2 separate regions of the Capsicum annuum genome follow, and region 1 is linked to region 2. The links are chromatin contacts, called in public Hi-C maps. All regions are on one chromosome and are shown on one strand. The core of a region is the stretch at or near the end of the contact, and the rest is flanking DNA. Distances in the headings are between cores, read along the strand shown.

Region 1 (5,189 bases), core at 889-3,388, 250 kb after region 2:
TCCTTCATAGGATCTTCAAAGTCATCTCCAAATCTCTCATTTAAGGCTAGTACATATTCAGTCCAAGAAGGTTCTACCCTAGAACTTCTTGATCTCATAACTGATCTACTTTATAAAAGCAAGTACGAAGGTCATATCCCAAAAATTTAGGAAATTCTACTTTAGAACGCCTAGTAAGAAAGTTACCAGAATTGGTGTGATGATCCTATTGCCTGGTCTCTTGCTGAATCCTACTTTAGAGGATTCAACTCTTGCTTGTTCTTTCTCCTTTTCCCCACCACTTATTTGATGTATTGCTGCTTTCAAGTTATTCAATTCCTTTTCAGCTTGTCGTTCATGGCAGTCATGCCTTCCATCAACTGTTTTAATTGTTCTTGGATTTGGATTTGACCCCACCTATCATCTACTTCTTCAACACTCTTATCTTGACCCTTGTTTCTGGTAACCATCATGCCAAGGCTCGAGTGGCTTTGATACCAATTGATGCATGTAAATGGATACTACAGCTTAAGGATGAATAACTATGGCTGATCAGGGATGAAAATTCCAAGAACTCAACTAATTAGAGAAGAAGAGAGATTTAAGGAGAGAAAAATTTTGTATTATCAATCACTGAATTCTGAAAGTACAACTGGTAGTATTTATAGACAAAGTAACCCCAATAACTACCTCTAACTAACTAATTAACAATTGAAATTTTCTACAGTGACAGTAACCAACAGCTACAGTAATAACAAACTAATCAACAGTAGAGCAATGTAACAGTAAAATAGTCTACTTCACTTCAGCCTCAGCTCAAACTCAATCCTCTTGATCTTTTTATCCTTCTTGCTTTTTACTGCAACCAATACATGTATCATTCTTACTTAAAAATAACATGATCTTGCTTTATATTGAGTAAAACAAGAAAAAATAGAATGCATAAAAGTTAGTAAAAAATAGAGTTTATTTAGTTGAAGAGAGTTGTTCTTTTTGAGGATCTTTAGATTTAACTTTTGTCCAGAGTTATTGAGTTATAAAGTGTTCTTAGGTTATTGATCCTGAAGGGGACAAGTAAAGAATATTACTACTGGACTTGTGAAAATAATTTGTCTTCTTCATTTTATTTTTTAATTGTAATTGTAGTTTTCACCAACATATCCCAGTTCTAGCACATCTAGTTGGTACTATGTCTTATGTGATACCTCTTCGGAAGCTTTAATGAGCTAGTTGACATTTAGAGTGTTTTCAGGCTCCCTTTATCGTTACTTATCATGTCTTTACTATTTCAGACTGATTTATCGCTATTGAAATGGTTGTATTCAATTTTAAATGGTCTTATTCTGGTGACACTAGGTTTTGGGTTTTATTTATTACTTCCGCACTTTTGTTCTATCTATGACAACTTGGATTTAGAAAATTACTTCCGATTATATTATTATTTATGCTTAATTATTTTGATATTTAACTGGGGTGGAAGATTGGTTTAATTAGCGATGGGATAGTGTAGGTGTTATTATGACTGTGAATTTTTGGATTGTGACAATTTAATTGACAAGAATGTCGGACACCACTTCGATATTTCGAATTGATCTTGAGGAAGAACGGTTAGTTGATCAATTCGACTTTAAGATATTTGATGTCTTGATCTTTTTGTGAATATACTCTTGTGTGATATTCTTAATCAGCATAACTAATAAACATACTCTTTAACTTGATTTCAACTCCAATTTGTTTGTGCTCAAGTAGGCAATTAAACTTATATAAAAATAATTTAGATGTACGGAACCTACTTGTCCAACCTCTAATTTGAAGTCGTGATTCCAAATGGCTTATCCAAGTGCCTACTTAATCGCAATAATAATTAAGTTATAAATCTTATTTAAGAAAATGAAAGAAACAAAAAGAATTTGGTTGAAAAATATCGTGTGTTGTATTCGTTTGATTGATAACAACACCGCGTGGGAACAATTAATTTTTGTAGAGAGGTTTGCCCTACCCCTATTATTATCTCCCTCTTTCTCTCGCGGTCTCCCCCTTTCCACAAGCCAACGATAGACACGAATGTCGCGCACACAAAAATCCATTTTCAAAAACAACCAAAAGATAGTAAAAAGAAGTTCTTTCTCTATGGTAGACTACTAGTCCACTTGTCCACTACACCTTTATTCTCCTTCTCCTTCTACTTGTTTATCAATCTTCAAGTTTTTCCCCCTTTTCTTTTTTGTTTGTTTGTTGGTTGTATGCCAAGTTTAGGAACATGGATATTTTGGCACTTGATGATATAATCAATCGGTTGCTTGAAGTACGTGGTAGACCTGGTAAACAAGTTCAACTTTCCGAGGCTGAAATCAGACAGCTCTGTCTCAAGTCTAAAGAGATTTTCTTGCAGCAGCCTAATCTTCTTGAGCTCGACGCACCCATCAAGATCTGTGGTACGACCAGCTCTTTTAGATTTTTTTTTTTTTCAATTTTTAAGCCTTAATTCTAGCTGTTTTTTTTTTCATTTAAGTTGTGTAGTTAATATTTACAATTTTAGTTTTAAATTTCATCTGGGTTTGAGTAGAATTGGGTTTCTTGATTGTTGATGCTGGAGTTTTATGTGAAATTTAGTTGTAGTGGATAAGTGCTGAGTTTGTCTTTGCTAGGGTTACTTCTTCTTTGAATTTAATTAGTGCTGATGACTAACCGGTTTTATGATTTTCCCAATTCTTGTATGTCTGGTTTGACTAAAAATCTCCATACATCTTGATTTGATGATTTCGTTTATAATTAGTTTGAAGGCTGTTATCAGCTACATAGTCTGGATAAAGTTTTTGCATTCAAATTAATGAGGCCACCAGTAGTTTCAGCTACCAACAAGAGTACAGGTAAGTGGGAATTGGCTTGTTTTAGAATTTTTTTCTATTCCCAAACACCCACTATAGTTGGGCTCAAGTCTAGTGTTTAGGGTGATGATATTAGGATTAAACCCTTATATGTAAATAATACTTCCTTCATTTCAATTAGTTGACCTAACTTGGCACGGAGTTTTAAAAATAAAGAATACTTCTAAATTTTGTGGTCTTAAACTAAAGATATGTCAAATGTACTAAAATATCCTTTAGTCGTGGTTTAAATGTGCCTCATGGAAAATTGAAATTAAGCCGTTGCTAAACAGGAAAAGGGTCATTCTTTTTTTAAACGGACTAAAAAGTTAAGTAGGTCAAACAAATTGAAATTGAGGTAGTAACTCTTCCTTTTAAGTTGTTTAATTTTTTTGTTCTATATTCTGAATTTGTACTAGCACAGTTTATAGTGTGTTGCTAGTTAACAACTTCTGGCAGATCTTTATAAGCTTTGCTGATGATCTCGTACTCATACATGGTTCTCTTCTCTTCCCTCTGTATAATCAATTATTCTTCTCTTTAATAGCCCTATATCCTCTATATCAACCTATGCTGGTGTAATGGTCTCTCATTAACGTTATCTCTGGTCCAAGGGACGAGACACGACTTGGAAGGGGAATATTTTGAATTACTTGCCTTACTATTTCTCTCTTTTGTGTACTAATGGAACTAGTAAAATAATCCCTATTTCTCATTCTTTTATGCTTCTCTTTGTCCACACCTATTTCCTCTCCTCAAATTTAATTTAGAAGTAGGATGGTATCTTTTGCGGTCCTCGACTATATTCTTTTATCTTTTCAAACTGAATCTACAGAGTTGGGTATTTGCTCTCCTGAAGGGTCTCTTATTTGATACCTATGATTTGATTTAAAATTGATGTTAGGCAGCTTTGCAGAAAATAAAGTTAGCTATTTGCATTAGCAGCTTTCTTTTTCCAAATTCCTTGGCTACCTCATGGGACGCTCTCCTGCCCATCCCCTACCCAAAAAACCAGAGAGATTTGTGCAGAAATGTACTAAAGGTTATTTTTAGTATTATGTGAATTGTTTCTGTATAGATGAATAAGTAAAAAAGAAAAAGGGGCGGGCCGGTGCACTAAAGCTTCCGCTATGCGCGGTGTCCGGGGAAGGGCCCCACCACAAGGGTGTATTGTACGCAGCCTTACCTTACATTTCTGTCAGATGTATAAGTATTAGGTGAATCTTTTTCCGAGTAGATGAATAGTATTGGGTGAAATTTTTTCTGAGATAGATGAATAATATTAGGTGAACTGTAAGTTAAGTGCCTTCATCATGTCCTGTCCTCCATTATGGTATTTAACATATTTGACGATGAACACCTTAGTGTCTGGAATCTATTTTGGACGTAAAAAGTTGTGTATGGATTCCATAATATTTACTAAATACAAGGATGATAGATGAATTTCATGAAGGCAGCGCTAGATCACAGAGTTGTCGTCTATGCTCTTCATGACCACTTAGTCTTTGCTTATAAATTGTGTGTTCATGCAATGAATACAACAACAACATACCCAATATAGTCCCACAAGTGGGGTTTGGGGATGGTAGTGTGTGCACAACCTTACCTCTACCTTGTAATTTTAGAGAGGATATTTCTAATGGACCCTCAGCCTAAGTAAAACATATATAAAAACAATATGAAAGGAAATTATGAGTGTGTGGCCATGCAATGAATACAACAACAACATACTCAGTGTAGTCCCACAAGTGAGGTCTAGGAATGGTAGTATGTACACCAGTGTTCAGGACAGCGAGTGCTTCAGCGTTTGAAGCGGTGAAGCGAAGCAATGCGAGGCTGTTGCGTTCCAAAGACCTGAAGCGATAAAGATTTAGGGAAATGATCGCTTCAAAGGCCTCAGCGCGGCTGTGCGAGAAGGATGGTGAAGCGACTCTTGATGTTTTTAAGTTTTAAAAGGTCGATTTAAGTGTATTTTCTTAAAAAAAGGTCAATTTAGGATTATTTTATTTCGCTGTTTTTCTCTGCTATGTTGTGTTAGGGTTCTAATTCTTCTTCATCTTTGTTCCAATTTTTATTAAAGTAGCTGAATTCTAGGTTTTTCTAAACAGACCAGTTTCAGTGATTTGTTTTTTCAATTGAAGTTGCTGAATTTTAATTCTATCCAAATAAAAGTTAAAAGTTGTTGAATTTTAATTCTATTTCTCTTAAAGATTGCAAATGGCGTACAACAGCAAAAGAAAGACCCAGCTTGGAAGTATGCACAGAAAGTTAGCGAAACTGATTAGACCTATATTCAACGTCTTTTTTGTAACAAGATTACAAAAGGGGGGAATTTATCATCAC
Region 2 (4,968 bases), core at 1,759-4,258:
ACCTTTAGAAAATTTCCTACAGTTGTGTAATTTGAGTACTTTCTATCCATAGGTATAGCATATAGGTCCTTAAAAAGAGAAAAAGGTTTGGGCTGATTTAAATGATCTTGATGAGGAACTTTAGTTTGTTTTAAAAGAGTTTGATCTTATGAAACTGTGGCTTGGTGATTTTCTAATGCTATTCAATTATATTTTTACATCATCAAGCTCTTCTTGAAGTAAGTCAATTTTGATTTGACATGCTTTAATTTCAACTTGACAGTTTTTTCGTTCCTCTTCAAGTTTTCGTTTAAGCCAAGCATCCTAGTTTTTCTTCTCTCGAGTAAGTTTATTATATTCACCAATAACTTTTTGAATCTTATCGATTATCATATCTAAATTTGATTCAAGAATATTACAAATATGATAGTTAGATGGTCTTACCTCACTTGATTCACCTTTTGCCATGAAGCACATATTGGCTGCTTCTGTCTTATCCTCAGTTTCGTCTTCATCACACCAAGCCCCAAAGTTTTTGTTTTTTCTGGATGATCTATTTTTTAATTCTGAACAATTTTGTTTAAAGTGACCTGTCCTTCCACAGTAATAACAACAATCATTATTCCTTGTTGATTCATTGCTTTTGAATTCTTGAGGTCTCTGTTGTCTCTGTTTTAAGATCTGCCTTACTCCGCGGTTTATGAGAGTCATTCCTTCACTATTGGCTTCTTCTAGGAGATCTTCTTCTTCAGTTGGTACAGTATTGAAGGCTACTGGTTTCTTCTTTTCCTCCTTGTTGTACCTATTGATATAATTTTATTCATCGGTAATAAGATTACCTCGTAGTTCAGCATATGTTATATTATGGAGGTCTCTGTCTTCTAAGATGGTAACTTTGATTTCCCACACTTTAGGGAGGCTTCTGACAAGATTCTAGACTTTTAAGATGTGTGGATAAATTATCCCTAGTGATTTCAGGTCACATATAATTTTGCTGAATCTGGCAAACATTAATTCCATATTTTCATTTTCTTCCATTTTGAAAAGCTGGTATTCATTGACCAGAACAACGATCTTTGAATTTTTGTCTTTAGTGGTTCCTTTATAGGTTACTTTCAGTTTGTCCCACATCTCTTTTGTGGTTTCACAAGTTGATATCTTATCGTATTCTTCTCCGCTTACTGCACAAAGGAGTAAACTAATAGCTCGTGCATTAGTTTGAATTACCTCTTGTTGTTCTTTGGTGACTTCAAAGTTTTCAAGGTCCTCTACATCAGTATTACTTGATTCCTTGTCCTTCTTATTTTCCTTTAGTCCTGGAATTAGTTTAGGTCCTAGTCTTGGAATTGGTTTAGGTCCTTTCTTAATGACAACTCATCCTTGGAAGTCATTAGATTGGACGTAGATGCTGAATCTATTCTTCCAGTAGGAGTGGTGTTGTCCATTAAAGTATGGTGGCCTTGTGGAGGAGTGACTGTCTTGAAGAAAAGCACCTGAAATTTGGTAATTCACCATTTCATCATTACTCACGTGCGGTTAAGAAATACTATTGGTGAGACCTGCTCTGATACTAATTGAAATTCAAGAGAGGGGTGAATTAAGAAATTCCTTTGAGTTGAATGACAAGTACTCACAGTCGACTCACCTATAAATTAGTATTCTTAACAAAGAAGATTAGATTTAAGCAAATAAGCAAGAAGATAAATAATTGAAAATAAGAATGCAAAGATTTATCCTAGTTCGGAACATCAATGTGGTGCCTACTTTCAGTCCCCTTGGGTTTCAAAGTTTCCTTAGATCTTTTCAAAGTGGAGTCAAGTACATGAATAGTAAATAAGTTCTAAAACCTATTTTGGTTTTCAGATATTGTGACATAGCCTCAATAGAAAGTTGACCCGATCTTGCTCTTATGTAACTATTGTGAACTTTAAGAAGTACAAAGTTTTATGGAGACTAAGATTAAGACACACTAAGGTATTTTCTTGCACTTGCATGAGTGCTTCGATCCTCAGTCCTTTTCTTTTATACTCTTCAGCTGCTCCAACTTCTTTTCTTCATAAGGAAACCCAAGAGATTTCGTCTCAATCATGGATTTGAATTGGTTCCTTGATTGAGGGATGATACTATATAGTATGTCCATATTTGATATATCCATATATGATAATATTCTTATCACATCCATACACGTTCATATCAGATATATCCATATAAGAGATGCAGTCTTCTTTCTTTTTGCTACTGTGGTGATTGATTCAGGGAGCCAGTAGGTTCCATGATTGATACTGTTCCCAAGTTTAGCATCGATCATCTTGCTATTGGATGCTTTCTTCCTTTTGCAAGATATTCTTGGATATCTTGAATCGATTCTTGAATCTCGTTTAATCTTCTGTATCTTCAGTGCATCCTACAAGATATTTGTTTATTATTTTGTCTTTATTAAAGCATATAGTGAGAGTGTGGGGTTAACATGGACAACTTATATTTCTAAAATATAATTTGTGAAAAATGACTTAACCAATAACCCAAATAAGTCATTTTCCAGACAAAAAAGAGTCTACAAACAACTCTCAATAAAAACATCTGGGTGCTAGAGGCCTGAGATTCATTACTGCACCCACCCCGCGCCCAACAAAACTGCGATTATATCCCCAATCCCCTGGGCATGCACATAGTTAGTTTTAACTTAATTTCTTCTTTAGTTTTGTTTAATCTTTGTTTGACCATTTCAACTAGTCTAATTTTTTTTTTATTTTCATATAATTATTTTATTTAAATGATATTTTATATTTGTTTTAAAAATATATTTAAATTTTAAATATTTAATGTAAAAAATATGATCAATCATAACTTCAACTTCAAATTAAAAATTTCAAATAAAGTGAAGTGTTTTTTTATTTTCATGATCAAACGCTCACTTAATTTCTTGATTGCATCATTTCAGAAGTAATCTTGTTATGGCAAAGACACTTGTACTTAAGGTAATTTCATTATTTTTGATGTAGACGTTACAAAATTTGATTTTCTAATTAAATTAAAATAAAAGTAAGAAGTGGAACAGTCATTACCACAATACTATATATCCACTTAATTGACTAGTATAACATTTTAGGGGGAAAATACTAAAATTTTATTTGACTGAAAAACAGTGGTTTTTTTATGCCTAGCAATTATAAAGAACGCGTCCTTGTATTTAAGGTAACTAAATCCATGTCTCTTTCTCTATAATCACAATTATTTCTAAAAAATATTTTTCATTCACCAATCAAATATTAGAACATATTTTTAAAAAATATCTTTTATTCACCAAGCAAACATAAGAAAATAAGTAAGCATTCATTTATTTTTCAGAAAAATATTTTTAATGGTAACATCTTTTATTCACACTCTTGGTGACTAATAAACATTAGCATACTAGACGATGGATGTCCGTGCGTTCACGGGCCCAATAAATATGATATGACAATAAATATTAATATTCTCATACATATATATAAGCAAAACATGTCAAGAAAATCAAGGCATGTTTTGTGAAACTGATTAAGAGCAGCGAGCCGTGTTGTGCTATTGCGTCGACATCAACTTAACCTTCTCTTCATCTCAAGTCAAGAGAAAAAAGGACACATATTCTCTGCTGGTATCTTTACTTTCAAACCTCTCAATTAGCAAAATCTTTGCAGCCAAAAGCCAAGCATCCAAAGTACTAAAAAGAAATCAACATATCTTCAAAAGTCTGCAATTTCAAATCCCAACCTACATTTTACCCACCAATTCAAGATCCACTAGGTGTTTTGATTCCACCTCTCCCAAGGCTACCTCCTTTGCCAGAACTTCCAGGACTTCTAGTATCACCTGTTCCTAAAGACACAAGCAAACACTTTGATGGAAGTTTATGCAATTGAGAAGAGATTAGAAGGTCAAGGAAAGAATTTATGACATAATCGAATTAGCGGCATGGATTGCAAGTTAATTTCAAAAAATAATTATAGTTAGCACTGTTCATGTGTCCCAAAGTTAGTTAGAACAATCCCAGAGTTAGTTAGTTAGCACTGTAGTGACAGTTATCCAATTTTACTCATTTCTCTCTACTAATATTCTATCCTAAAATTTCCAGTTTGTTCAAAAATAAAACTTTAGACCTTGATCTAAATTATAAATTAATAAGTTGCAAGAGAAATAAAGATATAATTATTTGCTAAATAATTATACAAAAAAGAATGACCCATTTTTATGTTACATCAATTCGAGTTTGCTTGGTCAATTCAATTAAGACCTTATAGTACAGTCACATTCTGTAGTCCAATTATTGTTTCTACTTTTGTATTTGTATTTTCTAAGTCTATAAGAAGTTATTTTACTTTTTTTCATTAAGATCTTAAGTGATTCAATTGAACAAGTGCACCCTCCATTTTGTATAATCTTCAAATTGTATAATACATATTCTTAGATTTGGATTTCACTTTTACCATAAGTTCAATATTAATTCATGTTACACTCGTATACATTATCATTCATGAATAATACTTCTTTCTTGACTCTCTTCTTCTCTAGCTAAATTCTCAGATTTAAGATCCTTGAGTAGCCATTTCAGCTCTTTAAGCTCAGCTCCTAAATTAATTTCTTGTATAAGTGCCTCAACACTACCCTCAATCAGAAGCTGCAGCTCAATCAAGATTTTCAATCCAATAGGATGACTCCCCTTATCGCTTATCCTCCACTTATACCTGGTTTAACTCCATATCCCCCCTTCTCTCTTCCCACCTGTCCCTCTAGGCTTCCCACTGAGAACTACAAATCAGGGAGAGAAGACATTCATGTTTTTCTCTTTCAAGAGATTCCACCATGAAATCATGACTTGAGGGAAGATGCAGCCAATCCTATCGAAGACTTTATAGATTTCTTTTTTGGAAAGCAAGAGGTACTGGAAAAAAACTCCGAGCGGGCGTACTTAGTTTCCTTGGTGTTCCTCCAGCTGCCATTTCTTCATCTCTA

What was found. Hi-C and Micro-C count contacts between places; a contact is called where the count stands out from the background.
Region 1: a contact with region 2 is called in a Hi-C map of leaf, with 2.4 times the contacts expected there. The contact joins the promoter of LOC107873196 here to the enhancer-like site in region 2. A contact is called at or near these places in 3 of 5 Hi-C or Micro-C datasets (leaf and placenta).

Annotation. Positions count from the first base shown.
Region 1 is chr6:140,021,964-140,027,152 of UCD10Xv1.1, forward strand. It overlaps LOC107873196 (serine/threonine-protein phosphatase PP1 isozyme 2), which reads left to right and starts at 2,139. Exons shown (of 4, transcript XM_016719944.2): 1 at 2,139-2,414. The coding sequence starts at 2,240.
Region 2 is chr6:139,775,018-139,779,985 of UCD10Xv1.1, forward strand. It overlaps LOC107873197 (a long non-coding RNA gene), which reads right to left. Exons shown (of 2, transcript XR_001675168.2): 2 at 3,294-3,834. Among protein-coding and RNA genes, the nearest start is that of LOC107873197, 4.5 kb to the right of the region's middle. Within about 2 kb of position 3,009, at least 3 of the 5 cell types and tissues checked have an H3K27ac peak or open chromatin away from gene starts, as enhancers often do. A contact at or near this core is called in leaf, where this site is marked.